2 separate regions of the Mus musculus genome follow, and region 2 is linked to region 1. Evidence: chromatin contacts called from public promoter capture Hi-C data. All regions are on one chromosome and are shown on one strand. The core of a region is the stretch at or near the end of the contact, and the rest is flanking DNA. Distances in the headings are between cores, read along the strand shown. Region 1 holds the start of Pycard (PYD and CARD domain containing). Region 2 holds the start of Itgax (integrin alpha X).

The links. Capture Hi-C pulls out chosen DNA fragments and counts their contacts.
Region 2: a promoter capture Hi-C map of adipose tissue shows a contact between it and region 1. The contact joins the promoter of Itgax here to the promoter of Pycard in region 1. A contact is called at or near these places in 15 of 39 promoter capture datasets (the 3T3-L1 cell line, 3T3-L1-derived adipocytes, the C10 cell line and 8 more), 1 of 484 Hi-C or Micro-C datasets (bone marrow-derived macrophages), 7 of 115 datasets of contacts at active chromatin or transcription factors (CD8 T cells, bone marrow-derived macrophages, double positive thymocytes and 3 more) and 5 of 9 other capture datasets (adipose tissue, embryonic stem cells, liver and 2 more).

What each region holds. Positions count from the first base shown.
Region 1 is chr7:127,992,447-127,995,146 of GRCm38.p6, forward strand. Pycard (PYD and CARD domain containing) reads right to left here and starts at 1,421. Exons shown (of 3, transcript NM_023258.4): 1 at 937-1,421; 2 at 669-725; 3 at 1-519. The coding sequence starts at 1,207. The coding sequence ends at 266.
Region 2 is chr7:128,128,147-128,130,858 of GRCm38.p6, forward strand. It overlaps Itgax (integrin alpha X), which reads left to right and starts at 1,404. Exons shown (of 30, transcript NM_021334.3): 1 at 1,404-1,510; 2 at 2,133-2,238; 3 at 2,671-2,712. The coding sequence starts at 1,474.

The DNA.
Region 1 (2,700 bases), core at 171-2,670:
AAGCTCCCAAATGGGGAGCCAGGAATCATTTGAGAAGCCTTTGCACTAGAATGGAGAAGCCATAACTTGGGTCTGTGGAATTTAGGTGTTGGAGACTGATTTGTGCATGTTTGGTATATGTTCTACCACTGGGCCACATATGGCCTTTGGAAATGTAGCTTAGCTCAGCAAAAACATCCCAGAGAGTAAACACAAATACAAATTGTTTTTTCAAAAATTGTGTATACAAAGTCAGGAGCTAGATAATGTAGCTGGAAAAGATACCTCAGCTCTGCTCCAGGTCCATCACCAAGTAGGGATGTATTTCCTTCAAGGCCTGGAGGAGGGAGTCCTTGCAGGTCAGGTTCCAGGATGGAACAAAGCTGAAGAGCTTCCTCATCTTGTCTTGGCTGGTGGTCTCTGCACGAACTGCCTGGTACTGTCCTTCAGTCAGCACACTGCCATGCAAAGCATCCAGCACTCCGTCCACTTCTGTGACCCTGGCAATGAGTGCTTGCCTGTGCTGGTCCACAAAGTGTCCTGAGGGTGGAAGTGAAAGCAGTGTTTAAAACTGCTTCAAAATTTACTAACGCAGTTTTAGGGGTTGGAGAATCAAGGAAAGCCACCCACCATGACTACATAGGCAAAGATAGGCTGTGCAAGGGTGTGGTAGGGTGGGGAGGCCTCACCTGTTCTGGCTGTACTCTGAGCAGGGACACTGGCTGCAGCTGCCACAGCTCCAGACTCTGCAAAGAAATGCCAGGTGGATCTTTATCAACAGACTTTCAGGGGTTCACTCCCACTCCACCCACGGTGCTAAGTTCAAGGCTACAAAGGGAAGATTTTTTTTTTTTTTTTTTTTTTGGCTATGGCAGGAGGAACAGTTAAGCGCCAAAGAGGCAAGCCTCTGCTGGTGTGCAGGAAGTTGAGGGTAGACGAACAAGGGGACACACTCACCTTCTTTAGTCGTTTGCAGCTGCTCAGCCAGCTCCTGTAAGCCCATGTCTCTAAGCACAGTCATTGTGAGCTCCAAGCCATACGACTCCAGATAGTAGCTGACAAGTTTGTCAGTGAGATCTATGGCGTCCATCTGCAGCAGGGCCCCGCGTGGGATGCGCCCATAGCCTTCTCGCAGTTGCACTGTCAGCAGCTTCATCTTGAACTTTTTGAGTTCATCCCCTGACAAGTTTTCAAGAGCGTCCAGGATGGCATCTCGTGCCCGCCCCATGGCTCTGGGGTGGGCAGCCGCGGTCACCTTTTACTCTTGCTGCTGCTCGCCTGCTGCAGCCTGCCTGCTGCCAGCCCGCCAAGACCAGGAAGTCAGCTGCTTAGGCCGATGGGCATGCTGGGACTCCCCCACCCTCTTTTCTTACAGCTCCTGTTCTTTCCCCAGCAAACTAGTTTTGGTTTCCGCCCCTAAGACTTTCAGACTTGGCTTTTTGGCTAGGCTGAAGAAACTAGGTGGAGGTGGGTTGGTGGAGGAAGTGGGGTGGGGACAGAGGGTGGAGCTAAGTTGTTACTCTGGCAGGTCCGGAGATGCTGAGAGACTCAATAGAGCTTACTTGCAAACCAGCTGTTGCTGAAAAGCAACCTGTTTCTGTTGAGTTTCTTGGAGCATAGAGGTTTAGAATCTTGGAAATCTAGACGCCCCAAATTTTGTTTCCCCAGATCTTAGGATCCACTCACATGCCATTGAATATTAGAATTTTAACAGCTAGAACACTAAGCCCCTTGAATTCCACAGATTTGGACAAAATGAAGTGCGAAAGAGAGTGACTATGTCTTCACCTTAGTTTCTTTCAGCTAAAAGTTTTTGTCACTCCCATCTCTCAGCCTCACATCTGCTAGAAGGTGGGGGACCTGGGCTCATGATGGGTTGGGTTGGAAGGGCTAAGGCTTCTTGAAACCTTACCAAATGCCCCAGCTATTAAATATTTTGTAGTGTGATGACAACTGGAGTGTAGAGACCTGAGTAGACAGCTAGCTACCCCCTTACTCCTGGGCTGGTTAGGATGACCTTGGAGCCTGCTCTGTACCCAGAATTCCTAACTGGCTTTAAACATGGCTGGGGGTCTACTGGTCCATCCCAGTTTTGATCTAGTCAGTCTTGTTTTATACCACACTGCCAGTTTACCCTTATCTTCAAGCTCAGTTCCTCTGGAGTTGCTTTTTCAATTCTTTGCACATGCTGTTCCCTAAACCTTGAAATTGCTTCTCTCTCAGACAAATGCTTGGCTCCTCAACCCTCAGGTTAAATGTTACTTCCTCCGAGAGTCCAGTCTTAAGAGTCCTCCATCTACCCATCTAGATCATATTGCTGCTAGTGAACAAAGCTACTTTTTTGTAGCTCTTGTGCTTTTGTGGGGGAGGGGAGGCTAGGGAGGTTGTTATAATGCCCAGCATGTGCCAAGGGCCCGCTACCTAGTCACCACTTAATGCTTTGCCTATTTATTTACTTTAGATAACCTTGTTGTGTAAGCTAGGCTAGTCTTGAACTCCTGATCCTTTTTGCTCAGCCCCCTGACTGGTTGGAATTGGAATAGCAGGTGTATTCTACCACATCTGGCTTAAGGAGCCTCCCTCCTCTATACAGGATGCCATTCTGTAGCCCTGGCTGTCCTGGAACTCGAGATCCACGTGTCTGCATCGCAAGTGCTTGGATCAAGGTGTGTGCCACTAGGACCAGCAGAGTTTTAACTCTTGACACTTTACAACTATGGA
Region 2 (2,712 bases), core at 154-2,653, 140 kb after region 1:
AAGTCTTTCAAAACTCCCAGGTCCCGTGGCCTGCTCACTCTCCAGTTTTCCAACACTCCAGCCTCATCTGTTGGCAGTCTTATCTCCCACGCTGTCCTGTTAACTCTTTATGGTGTGCCAGAGAAACAAGGCCTCCAGCAAGAAGTCACTCCACAAAATGAGGAAAAATAAGGAGAAAACCTCTAATAAAAATAGTTTGTGTCCAGTTTGGCTAGTGCCCAAAGAGAATCCAGTCCAGCATGGAAATTATTTGAGGCGTATGTGGGTCTTGAGCTACAAAACTTCACCTATGATATCACCTGAGTATCTCTCTAAAGTCCCAGCCCCAAGTTGCACTCTGAACATTAAAACATGTTTACAGAAATGTATGCTTAGCCATTTTAGACCAAACGAGATGCCATCAGTGTTACCTCTAAAGCAGGTCAACATAGGAAGATTTGTACTGTAAAGGTACTGTCACAAATGCCAGCTACTTAGCACCCCAGTTCTTTGCTGGCTGCTGCTATCCAAGGATGTTCTGGCGGCCTGGAACAATCAAACTTTTCCTGGGAGAGGAATGAGAACCAGAACTTTCGATCCAATGCTTACCCCACCCCCTCTTTGGAGTGCCTGACAGAGGCAGGTTCTTGATAGGAGAAAGGGCCTAATGGCCAGCTGTGGGCCAGGGTTATCTTCCAGAATAAGGTTTAAGGGATGATAATCCTAATGAACATATCCATTGCTTCTGAAATTCAGTTTTTAGTATTCTCTTGACCTTGGCTGCCTTTAAGACTCAGCTCAAGTGCTACTTCCCCCAGAAAGCAGTCTGAGGTCCTCTCGGTCTGAGTAATACTTCTAGTGGTTGGTCTCTGTACCTCTTTTCTCACAGGGCCCACTTTAGTGTTCACCCATCTGCTTTTACTCTGATCTCTGGGTTATGTTTCTCCTATACCTAGCAAAAGGCTCAGACCACCCCTCTTGATTATGTTGAGCAAATGACTAATCCACTGAATGAATGAATGAGTGAATGAATGAATGAATGAATGAATGCCAGCCTGTGCTCCCTACATGGATCATGTGCTTACTTCTTAGTCTACTTCCAGGCCAGAAGTGGAGGGCTCCGTCATCTGTTCTCTCTCCTCCTGTGGCTGACTCACACTTCAAGGTCAAGGGAAACTTCTGCCAGTACAAAAGTCTGAGAGGGATCAGATAATCCGGGAGTTTACATATATCCATCCGGGCAAGAATTGGGGAACCAGAACAATATGTCACCAAGTCGTTTCAAGTAGAGCAACTCTTCCCTGGAAGTGTGTAGGCTGCCTCGGTCCCCACTCTATCCATTTCATCTCAGTTTGCCCCCACCTCCTCTGAGTCACGCTGACAACTTCCCTCCTGGTCTCTGGCCTCCTGACCACCTTTCTTCTCATTTGCTTCTTCTGTGGTGACTTGGCAGCTGTCTCCAAGTTGCTCAGAGCCTGCTTCTGTTCTCCAGTCATGAGCTGTACCTGGATAGCCTTTCTTCTGCTGTTGGGTGAGCCTGGGCCTCAGAGAAGAGGGGCTGGGGACTTGTTCCTAGTAAGTCAGGCCCGTGAGATGGAGGCTGTGGTTGAGAGATCAGGACCTTGGTAGGGAGAGTGACTTGGCGTTGGGGTGGGGGGACGACGACGACGACGGCTGAGACATAAGGGCTTTGGATCTGGAGTTTGGAGAATGAGAGAATATCAAAGAGGCCATTTGCGGGGAGAACCCAAGAGATCCTGAGAGTGAGGCAGGTTGGCCTTGACAACCCACAGATTTCTGAAGTAGGCAGAGCACATACACTTCATGGTGATCCTAGAATTCCCCTATGGTTTCCGTGTTCCCTGGGTTCTCCTTCATCAAAGCCCCATGGATAGAGATGGGGAAAATGTGTGTCTTCAAACTCTGATGCTCACTCTGTGGAGACAGAACTGAAATTTAACAGTGGAAAGTAATTCATGAACTAGGGGAAGGAGAGACGAGAGATGAGTCTGGAGTCCAGGACCAGGGCCTCTGTGGGTATTGAGTGTGGAAGGGAGACAAGGGAGTCAGGAGCTTGGGAGATGCAGCTGAGGCGGGCAGGAAGGTGGCCAAGAGGGAGGGGACCTGCTCTAAAGCCTCTCACGCTTCCTCAGGGTTTGTTTCTTGTCTTGGCTTCAACTTGGATGCAGAGAAGCTGACACATTTTCACATGGACGGTGCTGAGTTCGGACACAGTGTGCTCCAGTATGATAGTTCCTGGTGAGGACTTGGTGGTAGCTGTACAGAGTCCCATCCCTCCCCAGCCCCACACTCCAGTGGTATCACCTGCATACTTTCTCTTTATGGAATGTGACAATTTTATTTGTGTTATGAATGCTTTCCTGAAAACAGGCCTTTAGGATAACTTCAGATAGCACTTACCAAGTGCCTACTAAATGCTGGGCTCTTCTCCAACCTGCAAACCACAGGGTGTTCCTTCAGACGTCATTGTACACTTACAAGGAATTGTCTGTCCGTCTAACACATGTTTATGAAATACCTAGATGCCAGAAATGGAGGGCTTCGATTAGGAGAGAATAAAGCACAAAACAAAATACTACCTACCTGGAATTTAAATTGAACCTCCATTCTCCAGCGGTTGTCAGCTCTCTGTCGTGGCTCCTAACTGCAGTGCTCTCTGTCTCCCCACAGGGTGGTGGTTGGAGCACCAAAGGAAATAAAAGCCACTAACCA